2 separate regions of the Macaca mulatta genome follow, and region 2 is linked to region 1. Evidence: chromatin contacts called from public Hi-C data. All regions are on one chromosome and are shown on one strand. Each heading gives the region's core, a stretch centred on a gene start, on an enhancer-like site or on the middle of the called end of the contact. The rest is flanking DNA. Distances are from core to core; before and after follow the strand shown. Region 1 holds the start of CDKN2AIPNL (CDKN2A interacting protein N-terminal like). Region 2 holds the start of JADE2 (jade family PHD finger 2).

Region 1 (5,559 bases), core at 2,621-5,120:
GTGATCAACCCTCCTCGGCCTCCCAAAGTGCTTGGATTACAGGAGTGAGCCACCGTGCTGGGCCTTTTTTTTCTTTTTTTTTGAGTTCTTAAGTTCATTTTATTTTTTTATTTTTTATTATACTTTAAGTTCTAGGGTACATGTGCACAACATGCAGGTTTGTTACATATGTATACATGTACCATGTTGGTGTGCTGCACCCATTAACTCGTCATTTGCATTAGGTATATCTCCTAATGCTATTCCTCCCCCCTACCCCGCCTTGTTTTTTTTTGAGACAGGTTCTCACTTTGTCACCCTGGCTAAAGTGCAGTGGCACAATCATGGCTCCCCACAGCCTCAACCTCCCAGTCTCAAGCAATCCTCCCACCTCAGCTTCCTGAGTAGCTGGGACTATAGGCGTGTAACACCACACCTGGCTACTTTTTTAGTTTTTGTAGAGACAGGGTCCCACTATGTGGCCCAAGTTGGTCTTGAACTACTGGACTCAAGCAATCCTCTCACTTTGGCTTCCCAAAATGCTGAGATTGGCCGGGTACTGTGGCTCATGCCTATAATCCCAGCACTTTGGGAGACTGAGGTGGGCGGAACACCTGAGGTCAGGAGTTCGAGACCAACCTGGCCAACATGGCAAAACCCCGATTAGCCAGGTGTATTGGCATGCACCTGTAATCCCAGCTACTTGGGAGATTGAGGCAGGAGAATCAGTTGAACCCGAGAGGCGGAGGTTGCCGTGAGCCAAGATTGTGCCATTGTATTCCAGCCTGGGCAACAAGAGTGAAACTCCATCTCAAAAAAACACCAAAAAACACCAAGTGCTGAGATTACAGGTGTGAGCCACTGTGCCCAGCCTATTTGTACATCTTAAGAGTTAAACAAAGGCCAGCATGTTGGCTCATGCCTGTAATCTCAACACTTTGGGAGGCTGAGGCAGGAGGATTGCCTGAGGTCAGAAGTTTGGGACCAACCTGGGCAAAACGGTGAGACCCTGTGCCTATGTTTTAAAGATATTAAAAAAAAAAAAAAGTTATATCTTTTTAAGGATGTTTGTCCTCGAAACAGCCTGGAGATAGTGTCTATCTCCAGAGCAAAGGGCAGGTGTATTTACTGTCCAGATAAAAGTAATTGCTCTGGAGAAAAGGTTGGGCAAATATGCTTGTAGTTCTTCTTTATTAATTATTGATGTCCTTTCAATTTGGGGTTCTTCGGCTGTGAAACAAACCCACTTCGTATACCTCATCTAACTGTGCCCCTTGGCATAGCGCCTGTGGGACTTGGGGGACAAGGGGAGGCAGGGCAAACATGAAGCTCATGCTGCTTGTTGTGCTGTGAGTAATGAAGATCTTTTCTTTGTCTCAGAATCTGTGTCTTTTGCCAGTATCCTTTGAAATTGTTGTATGGATACTTGTTAGGTTGAAATAGGAGTAAAATCTTACATCCTTTAGTGTTCTTTTTTTTTTTGGAGACGGAGTCTCGCTCTGTCACCCAGGCTGGAGTGCAGTGGCCGGATCTCAGCTCACTGCAAGCTCCGCCTCCCGGGTTCACGCCATTCTCCTGCCTCAGCCTCCCGAGTAGCTGGGACTACAGGCGCCCGCCACCTCGCCCGGCTAAGTTTTTGTATTTTTAGTAGAGACGGGGTTTCACTGTGTTACCCAGGATGGTCTCGATCTCCTGACCTCGTGATCCGCCCGTCTCGGCCTCCCAAAGTGCTGGGATTACAGGCTTGAGCCACCGCGCCCGGCCTTTTTTTTTTTTTTTTTTTTTTTTTTGAGATGGAGTCTCACTCTGTTGCCCAGGCTGGAGTGCAGTGACCGGATCTCAGCTCACTGCAAGCTCCGCCTCCCGGGTCTACGCCATTCTCCTGCCTCAGCCTCCCGAGTAGCTGGGACTACAGGCGCCCGCCACCTCGCCCGGCTAGTTTTTTTGTTTGTTTGTTTGTTTGTTTGTTTGAGACAGAGTCTTGCTCTGTAGCCTGGGCTGGAGTGCAGTGGCCGGATCTCAGCTCACTGCAAGCTCCGCCTCCCGGGTTTACGCCATTCTCCTGCCTCAGCCTCCCGAGTAGCTGGGACTACAGGCGCCCGCCACCTCGCCCGGCTAGTTTTTTGTATTTTTAGTAGAGACGGGGTTTCACCGTGTTAGCCAGGATGGTCTCGATCTCCTGACCGCGTGATCCGCCCGTCTCGGCCTCCCAAAGTGCTGGGATTACAGGCTTGAGCCACCGCGCCCAGCCTGTGATTTTTAGGGTAATTCAGTGGGCTTGAAGAACATGCAATGGCCTGGGACAAAGTCTGTTGGGCCTGCAGAGGAGTCAAGGGTTTGTGACAAAAGTCTGTCCTGGTGTGTTGACATACTTCAGTCTTTCCTCCTGCAAAACGAGTTCAGTTAATGAAAACTCAGGGAGGGAACCAGAGGTAATTGTTTCCTTTGGTGTTCTGGACTAAATTTAGGCAGATAAGGGAACAACTTCATCTTAGGCTTTGGGAGGAATAAAGAATTGACAGACAGGAGTGTGGTGGTGGGTGAGGTCAGAGAGACCTTGAGGCTTCTTCATCAGTTCAGCATGTCAAAATACATTTTGAGGTATTGGTTTCTGAGCCCCAACACCCAGTTACTGTACTTGAATGCTTCCAGGGATGGGGAATTCACCACTTTAAAGGAAGCTCTTTTGTCTCTCAGTGTGTCTGCTACCTGAGCCTAGAACAGACAGCCGAGTCATGCCAGCTAAATAGAAACTTTCAGGACTAGCCAGTCGCGATGGCTCACACGTGTAATCCCAGCATTTTGGGAGGCTGAGACAGATCACTTGAGCTCAGGAGTTCGAGACTCAGCCTGGGCAACATGGCGAAACCCTGTCTCTATTTAAAACCAAATCCAAACTTGCTCATTTCCTCTGGACACATTCTTTCTGACTCCTTCCAGCATCTTTTGTAAACCCAGGTGTCACTGTTCTGGTTAAAATCCTTCAGTGGCTCCCCATTCTTGGGATCTAGCCAGGATCCCTGCCTGGCCTACTGGCCTTGCTGACCTCTGCAACCTCATCTTCTCCATTCTCTACCTGCCCTGCCCCCCAGCCCCTCCTACCCCGTATCTTGCAATTCTCTTACCAGGCCATGCTCTTTCTTGCTCTGACCGACTCCCCTTTTCTCAGAAAATTGCTCATTCTTCAGTTCTCCAGGATCACTTCCCTGACCCCAAGACTAGATTGGGTCCCTTCCTTGCTTATTCATGGTTGTAGCACGCTGGACTTCTCTTTACTAGTACTTGTCAACGCTGAAATTCTCCACTTACTTGAGCAATTAGTTCACTAATGTCTGCTCCTCCACTCGATGGTAAAGTTCAGGCGAGCAGGGCTCCGAGTGTGCTCTCATTGCCTCTCCAGCACCTAGCAATGTGCCTGGCAAGTATTCACCGGATGGATGGATTACTCGCTCCAGGAAGGCGGGCCCCAACCTGCGTGGCTGTGGAGACCCCTGGAAGTGGACCTATCTATCCCTGACCCGGGCCCCCTGATATCCCTTAGGATGAGGCGGTGCCTGGGAAACTCCCAGGGCAAGAAAGATACAGCATAGCTCTGACTGGCATCCAGCTGCCAACTGGAAGAGGGCGCTCCGACTCTGTGCTTAGGGACCTCAGTTTTCCCACCGGTTCCCAGCAGGGTCGACCGCGAAGGGCCCTTGCAGCCCTGGGTAGACCCAGGGCATGCGCCGCGGGCTGCGGCGGTCTGAGGAGCCAGGAGCCGCTCTGTGCCCCCGCAGGCCGCCGCTCCGGGCGAGGGCGCTCCAGGCTGGTCTTCTGGAGCAGTCGTGCGCTGACGGGGCCCCTCTGGCTGGCAGGTGGTGGCGCAGTGCGCGACGGGAAGGCGGCGGGCTATCCGGTCTTCGGCTGCAGCGGGCACCATGGTCGGTGGCGAGGCGGCAGCTGCAGTGGAGGAGCTGGTCTCGGGGGTGCGGCAGGCGGCCGACTTCGCGGAGCAGTTCCGCTCCTACTCAGAGAGCGAGAAGCAATGGAAGGCCCGCATGGAATTCATCTTGCGCCACCTGCCCGACTACCGCGACCCGCCCGACGGCGGTGGCCGCCTGGACCAGCTGCTGTCCCTCTCCATGGTCTGGGCCAACCATCTCTTCCTAGGCTGCAGGTGCGGACCCCTGCCGGCCGGCTGATCCTGTCCCCTCTCTTCCGACCCTCAAGCCCTCTTCCAGGGCTCACCCCTGACCCGAACCTCTGCCCCAGACTGAACCCGCTCCCAACCTCCATCCGCATTGCCCGGCCCGAAGACTGATTCCCACCCTGAAGGCCCCTTGGAACGATCCTTATCTTTGAGCCTCAGTTTTCTCTTCTGGTAAAAGGGTGGTTATGATGACTGTAATAATTAAAGGGTGAAGAGCTAAATACATGGCGGGTTCAAAAGTTGCTATTGTTATATGTATTACTACCATTATTAGCTCAAACCATCACCTTTGCAGTGTGCATTCGAAGTCCGTTAGCCTCTGTCACCTACATGGCAAAGTGCAGAGACAGAAACGGAGATCCCCATTTTACAGATGAAAAAGCTTAGGGAGGGAAGTGATGTAACTAGGACCATGCAGCTTCTGGCAGGTTTGATGGATTTTAACCACTAATGACAGGATGTAATCTGTATCCTGTGCCTTTTTGTCCTCACTCCACAGCCCACTGGGTCCTAAGTAGGAACCAGCTTTACCTCTTTGTTTTCCCTCTTATGAAAATGACCGATGCCTTTTTGTCAAGGTCCCAAAGCCCACTTCATCCTGGCTGCTGCACCAAAAGGACAAAGACTCGCTTTTGAAGTGCCTGATAAGGCATTCCCTTCACCCCTCCATGAGGAAGGTGGCAAATCTTGAGACTCCCTGTTAGAGAGCCTCCATTTTCCTGAAATTGTGTTAGGAAAATAGGGTGACTTGGTTTGATCTTGGTTTCTATACCTATTATGGTTGCCTGACTCTGGTCATTTGGCCCCTCCAGGCCTAAGCCACTTGGTTTTGCTTCACATATTGGGGTTTATTAGAACAGTACGTAGGGAACCAATGCCAGAGGCACCCGTCCCTTTTCCCTGCCTTCTAGGTGCTCCTGGGAAATCCTGGTTTTCCATGGTTAGGCGAATGTCAGAGAATTGGGCAAATAAATAATGTTTTTGTTAGACTGACATTCCATGTATTTAAAAAATAAACAAAAATATTTTGGCCCTCATCCCGTATCTGAGAATATCTGTTGTTAGATGTACAGTGCCTCTGTTCTTCTAAATCTTGAAACATTTGCTCTACTGGTATTTATAAAGTCCACTTCTGTATCTACAAGCAAGAAGTGTTCACAGGACCAGGCGCAGTGTCTCAAGCCAGTAATCCCAGCACTTTGGGAGACCGAGGCAGGAAGATCACTTGAGGTCAGGAGTTCGAGACCAGCCTGGCCAACATGGTGAAACCCTGTCTCTACTAAAAATACTAAAATTAGCCGGGCATGGTGGCACATGCCTGTAATCCCAGCTACTCAGGAGGCTGAGGCAGGAGAATTGCTTGAACCTGGGAGGTGGAGGTGGCAGTGAGC
Region 2 (5,883 bases), core at 500-2,999, 110 kb before region 1:
TGAGCCGGTGCCGCTAGGAGTGGGCGCAAAGTAACTCCATGGACGCTACTCACCCCCCCAAAAAATAGCCTCCAACTGCGATGGCCGCGGTCGGCACCATTCACCAACCCCCTGTGTATGTTTCTGTTTCTTTTTAAACCAAGACTTCCTTGTGATCTCTTTAGAAAAAAAAAAAATGTGTTGGGGTGGGGGTGGGGTGGGGGCGGGCAGGAGGAGCGAGGGAGGGGGAGTAGCCACTTTTTTCTTATTCACTCGGATCTCCGTTCCCGACACCCCCGTCGCCGCCCCCCACCCCCCCGCCCAGTTGTTTGGCTCCGGCGGGGAGTCCAGGTAGCGTTGCGGGCCCCGTGGGGGGAGGGTGCCCTGCCTCACCGCCCCCACCACCACGCCTGGCGGCACCCTGGGCCCGGACTCCCTATGGACTCTGGGGCGCCCCCAGCCCGCCCTGTCCCCAGGGCCGGGCCCGAGCGGCGGCTGCGCCCGTGCAAGTCCCATCAGGTCTGCTCACACTTCACACACTCACACACATACCCCGCCCCTCCACTCTTTCACTCACACTTTCTGCTCACACCCCGCCCCCTACGCGCCCCAGACCCGGGCGGCGCCCCCCGCAACCTTAAAAAAAAAAAAAAAAAAAAGCAAGCTTATACTTAAAAAAATCTTTTGGCGCCATATTAATGACGTACTTAAAATTTGCCATTTCTCCCTGCGTCAAAAAGACGTTTCTTTGCAAATAACAGCCTGGAGGCGACACTCGCGGAGGGAACGAGGTTTGCACTGAGCACCCCGCCCCCCGGGGCCCTCCAGCGCTGGAAGACCCTCGCCCTAGGCCCTGCTTCTGAATCGCTGGTTTTAAAATGCGAATCGAATAAATCGCGTGGCGTTTTGCAGCGCCAGAAGTGAGCAGAAAGTGCTGGCAGGAGGGGAGTGGAGGGGCGCACGCGAGTCTTGGGGAGGGGGCGCGGCCCTCCTCCCCGCACCCACTCCAAATGGAAAACTAACATTCCGGGCGGGGTAACTTGAAATTGTAGGCGACCTCAAGAAAAGAGGGGCGGTCCGTAGAGAGGGTCCCCATTGGGCTCGTCGCCCCCTCCCCCCTCCCGACTGCCTCCTGGCGCCTAGCGCTGCCCCGCATTTCCGGGGGGTGGAGAAGGCAGTGATGGGTGGGTGGGTGGCTGGTTGCACATCCTGGCCCCAGTAGGATTTTGCCCCGGGGCGACCCCTTCCTCCTTGCTCTTCCTTCCCATTACCCCGAAAGGGTTAAAAACCGAGGGGTAACTTCCAAAGGCTGGCACATGGCGAGGAAGCGGGGCGCCCCTCTCCCCACCCTTCGTCTCCTCGCCCCTCCTCCTCCGGCTCCACTTCCCGACTTGACCTTGTGGTGCACAAACAGTGCGCTCGGATCCTCGCAGTTTCTGGAAGAAGAGCCTGCGCTCGCCAGGCGGGCGGGCTCTCGGGCTGCTAGCCGGCGGTGGCGGGGCCTTGGGTCTGTTCCCGGAGCCGCGGGCCACACCCACCCAACCCGCTGCGCCCGCCGAGTTCACCTTCTCTCGAGGAAGGAGAAGGACTGGCCTCCTGGTCGGGGAGGAATCGGGGGTCAGGCTTCAACCTCCTCGGAATGCCTCTGACTGGGGAGGGGGTGGTGTGGCCTCGGGAGGAGGTTGTGGGGAGCCTGGCCCAACATCCCCAAAGCATCGTGGCCAACTTTTTCTTCCCCCTCATGCTCGGCTGCCCCTCAAAGATTATCCAATAATTTTTCAGCTCACCTTTGGCTTTGAAGGCATGTGGGTGAGTTTTGAATGGACACCAGACTTGCCTTCCCTCTCCAAGACTGAAGATTGTTTATTCTTCCTTACCCCTCCACCCCCTTCCATGGGAAGATAAATATTCAATTTACATAAGATGACATTTATGTGACAATTAAGAAGATTCCCCGATGGAATGTTGTGAACACATTTGCTTATAGGAGAAATAAATCTAATAATAAACAAACTCATAATAACAGCACAAATCCTTTGACAGGGCGGATTGTCTACCCAACAAAGAGGGAGATGATGGATGCTGAAATAAGCAGTTTTTGCAACAAGAAAGAAATATGAGCTCAGAGTCACTGCAACATTTCCTCTTCCTTGGCCTTCATTCACAAAGTCTGAGGATAATTGTCTGGCAAGGGGATGGTCTGGGTATTACCTCCCAAGTAGACCTGGCTGTGGCTCTCAGTGGTCAATTGGTGGGATTTTTCCCTAGCCAAGTTCAGAGCCTGGAAACAGGTGTTGCAGACTTGGAGTGTGCAACAAAATGGTTAAATACTTAGGTTCTAATCCTGGCTTTGCATTTTGGAAGTTGTGTGATGTGGGCAAGTGAATTCATCTCCCTGAATCTCTTTTTCCTTTTGGGTAGAATGGGGTGGTTGGAGGGTTGCTGAGGCCATGTGTGCACATATACATATATGTATGTATGTACATATACATGTGGTATGTGTAAAGCAGCAGCTGGCACAGGGTGCATAGTGCTCATTAGCACTTTGCCTGGTACCTAAGTGGGGTTTTTCTTGGAAGGGTGAAATTGTTCTCTGAAGCTTGATGGTCAAGGTCCAGGTGTCCATTCTGGGGTGGGAGTGAGGGTACCAGTTTACAGTGGTGCAGTCTAAAGAGATGACCTCCAGAGATGAATGAGGAAGGGGTGACCATTTAAAGTGCACCTGCCGTGTACTGGTGATTTTGTAAGCTATTCCATCTCATCCTCCCGCAAACCCCTTCTTACCTGTTCAGAAAGGTTTAGTAACTTACCGCAGCCATACGGCTAGTAAGTGCTGGCAGAATTGGCTCCTAGGTCTAGCTGACCTTGAGACCTACGTGGTTTCTATTTTACCACACTGCCAGAAAGAAAAAGTATTACTATTATTGGTTTGATTGGGGATGGGGGGATCTGACTGCTGTCTTGGCAAGAAGAATTTTATGAGCGGCACTTTGCTTCTGAGGTGGTTCCCTGACTTGGGGTGAGACCCAGGCCTTCTAATGAGCCCTTGAAAATACCTCTTGCTTAGGACTATCAAAACCCTTGGATTCCCACAGCTCTGTGCTGCTGTTTAAGGTTAACCTTGGAAGCTTTAACAGAATGATAACGATAAAGCTAATTGTAACTCCTTAATCTTTATTAAAAGTCTCACAAATCATTCATTAACTTTTTTTTTCCCCCTTTTTCCACAATCTCTACTTTGGATGTAATCATTCATTAACTTTTTACAGGAAAGAAATGAGAAGAAACAGAGTTCTTGAGATGTAATCCTTCGTTTTTCTCAACAAGCCTCCCGTATGCCAGGCACCATTCTTGGTGTTGGGGACACAGCACACACACACACACAAATAAGTAAATAAATAAAATAAACAAATGAGGGGTGGGGCAGGGAGAGCATCAGAAAAAATAGCTAATGCATGCTGGGCTTAATACCCAGGTGATGGGATGATCTGTGCAGCAAAACCACCACGGCACATGCTTACCTATGTAACAAACCTGCACATCCTGCACATGTATCCCAGAACTTAAAAAAAAAAAAAGAAAGGTAAAAATGTTAGCTGCTAGAGTGAGCAGGTTATTAAAATTGGACATGATTTTATTCTAAACTCCAAAATATAAAAATATATATTATGCTTGAAAGTGATTAAGTGCTGTGGAGAAACTCTTAAGTAGGAAAGGGTGATACACAATGTGGGAGTGCAGTTTTAAATAAAATAGGGAAGTTCTCACCGAGAAGACAGTCTTTGAGAAAAGGAGGTAAAGAAGTGAACTGTATGTGGGAGTATGTGTGTATGTACATGGGGGAAGAGAAGCCAGCTGTTCTTAACCTGGAGACCACAGACTTTCCTCTCCATGGGTCTGTGGATAGAATTCAGAGAATCCTTGACCTTAGATGAGAAAAAAATTACAACTTTATTTTCACTAATTAAAATGTAGCATGTTCGTCAATTATGAATACAGATAACAAGTCAGTGATATTACCAACACCTGTGACATTATTGCTGGTAGAAATCACAGATATTTTCATATCACTAGAATTGTTGCAAATATCTTAAAATACTACACTTCATGAGTAATTTATTGAAAAAAATATCATTTTACTCATCACTACTCCAAAATCATGGTGCTAGCTCTTGTAATTTAATGAATTAATAGAGAAGCACATATATACGTTTGAATATTTTGAGAGTTGTATTTCAATACAATTGGTTTTCTTTATAATTTGTGGAACTTATTTTATGGATTTAAAGATACTCTACTCGGAAGGAGTCCACAGGTGTCACAGACTGCCAAAATAGTCCATGGCACATGCACAAAAAAGGTTAAGAACCAAGGTCTCTAGAGACCAGCAAGTGCAATGCCTCTGAGGCAGGAATGTGCTTAATATGTAAATGAAAGAGATTATATAGGGCCTTGTAGGTTGTTGTTAGGAAGTTGCCTTTTGCTGGAGTGATAAGGAGAGTTTTGAGCATCACTGACATGATCTGACCCTGGGTTTAACAGGTCTCTTGGCTGTTACATGGAGAACAGATTAAAGAGGCAAAGCTGAAGCAGGAAGGCCAATTAGGAGACCACCTGAATAAACCAGGTGAGAGATGATTGGACCAGAGCGGTAGCAATTGAAGTGGTGGAAAGCGGTCATCTATGTTTTGAAGGTAGCTCTGACAGAATTTGCTGATGGTGTGAGAGAAAAAGAAAGAAATCAAGGACAGTGATAAGTGTTTTACCTTGAACCAATGGAAAGATGGAGTTGTCATTAACTGAGATGGAGGAAACTGGAAGGAGTAGGTTTTAGGGGATTAGGAGCTCAGTGTTGGACATATGAAGCTTGAGATGCCTATTAGACATTCAAGTGCAGCCATTGACAGGCAGCTAGACATGAAGCCTCAGCTCAGGGGTGAGGTCTGGGCTGAAGATGTCATTTGAGAGTGGTCAGTGAGCATATGGATGGTATTTAAATTTGAGATCATCAACTAAGTGAACATAGAAAGAGAAGGGGCTCAAGGATGGTGCCCTTCAGCACTGCAGGGTGAAGAGGTCTGGAAGATGAGGAGGAATCAGCAAAAGTGTTGTTGGCCGGGCGCGGTGGCTCAAGCCTGTAATCCCAGCACTTTGGGAGGCCGAGATGGGCGGATCACGAGGTCAGGAGATCGAGACCATCCTGGCTAACACGGTGAAACCCCGTCTCTATTAAGAAATACAAAAAACTAGCTGGGCGAGGTGGCGGGCGCCTGTAGTCCCAGCTACTCGGGAGGCTGAGGCCGGAGAATGGCGTAAACCCGGGAGGCGGAGCTTGCAGTGAGCTGAGATCCGGCCACTGTACTCCAGCCTGGGTGACAGAGCGAGACTCCGTCTCAAAAAAAAAAAAAAAAGTGTTGTTAATGTTGTTTAAAAAAAAAAAAAAAAGCATTCAAAGAGGTAGGAGGAATATCCTGGAAGCCAAAGGAAGTGAGAGAGAGTTTCAGGAGGGAGGAAAGCCTTATGTCCAAAGCTGTGGAGGGGTCAGACAAGCTGGAGGCTGAGAATTGATCATTGGATTCATCAACATGGAGGTTACTGGTGTCCTTGACAAGAGCCATGTCAATGGAGTAATGCTAGCAAAAGCTTGATTGAAATAGTTCGAGATAGAGAGGGAAGATTTCTAGTTGTCACAACTTGTTCTCAGATGCTAGCTGAAAATGAGATGTCCTCTGTATAGATTTATCTGTGAATGTGTATAGAGATGAATAACTATGTACCTGTAGAAATTTAATTCAAACAGCTTTTGTTGAGGATCTTCTATGTACTAGGCATGGTAATGGATGCTACAAATACTGAGAGAAATAAAACACATTAATTGCCTTCCAGGGGTCACAGTCTAGCAAA

Evidence for each region. Hi-C and Micro-C count contacts between places; a contact is called where the count stands out from the background.
Region 2: a contact with region 1 is called in a Hi-C map of cortical neurons, with 4 times the contacts expected there. The contact joins the promoter of JADE2 here to the promoter of CDKN2AIPNL in region 1. A contact is called at or near these places in 7 of 14 Hi-C or Micro-C datasets (CD4 T cells, blood, cortical neurons and 4 more).

Annotation. Positions count from the first base shown.
Region 1 is chr6:143,329,472-143,335,030 of T2T-MMU8v2.0, reverse strand. It overlaps CDKN2AIPNL (CDKN2A interacting protein N-terminal like), which reads left to right and starts at 3,870. Exons shown (of 3, transcript XM_015140930.3): 1 at 3,870-4,135. The coding sequence starts at 3,897. LOC144341541 (a long non-coding RNA gene) reads right to left here and starts at 3,643. Exons shown (of 2, transcript XR_013418539.1): 1 at 3,289-3,643.
Region 2 is chr6:143,437,024-143,442,906 of T2T-MMU8v2.0, reverse strand. JADE2 (jade family PHD finger 2) reads right to left here and starts at 1,749. Exons shown (of 12, transcript XM_015140936.3): 1 at 1,376-1,749.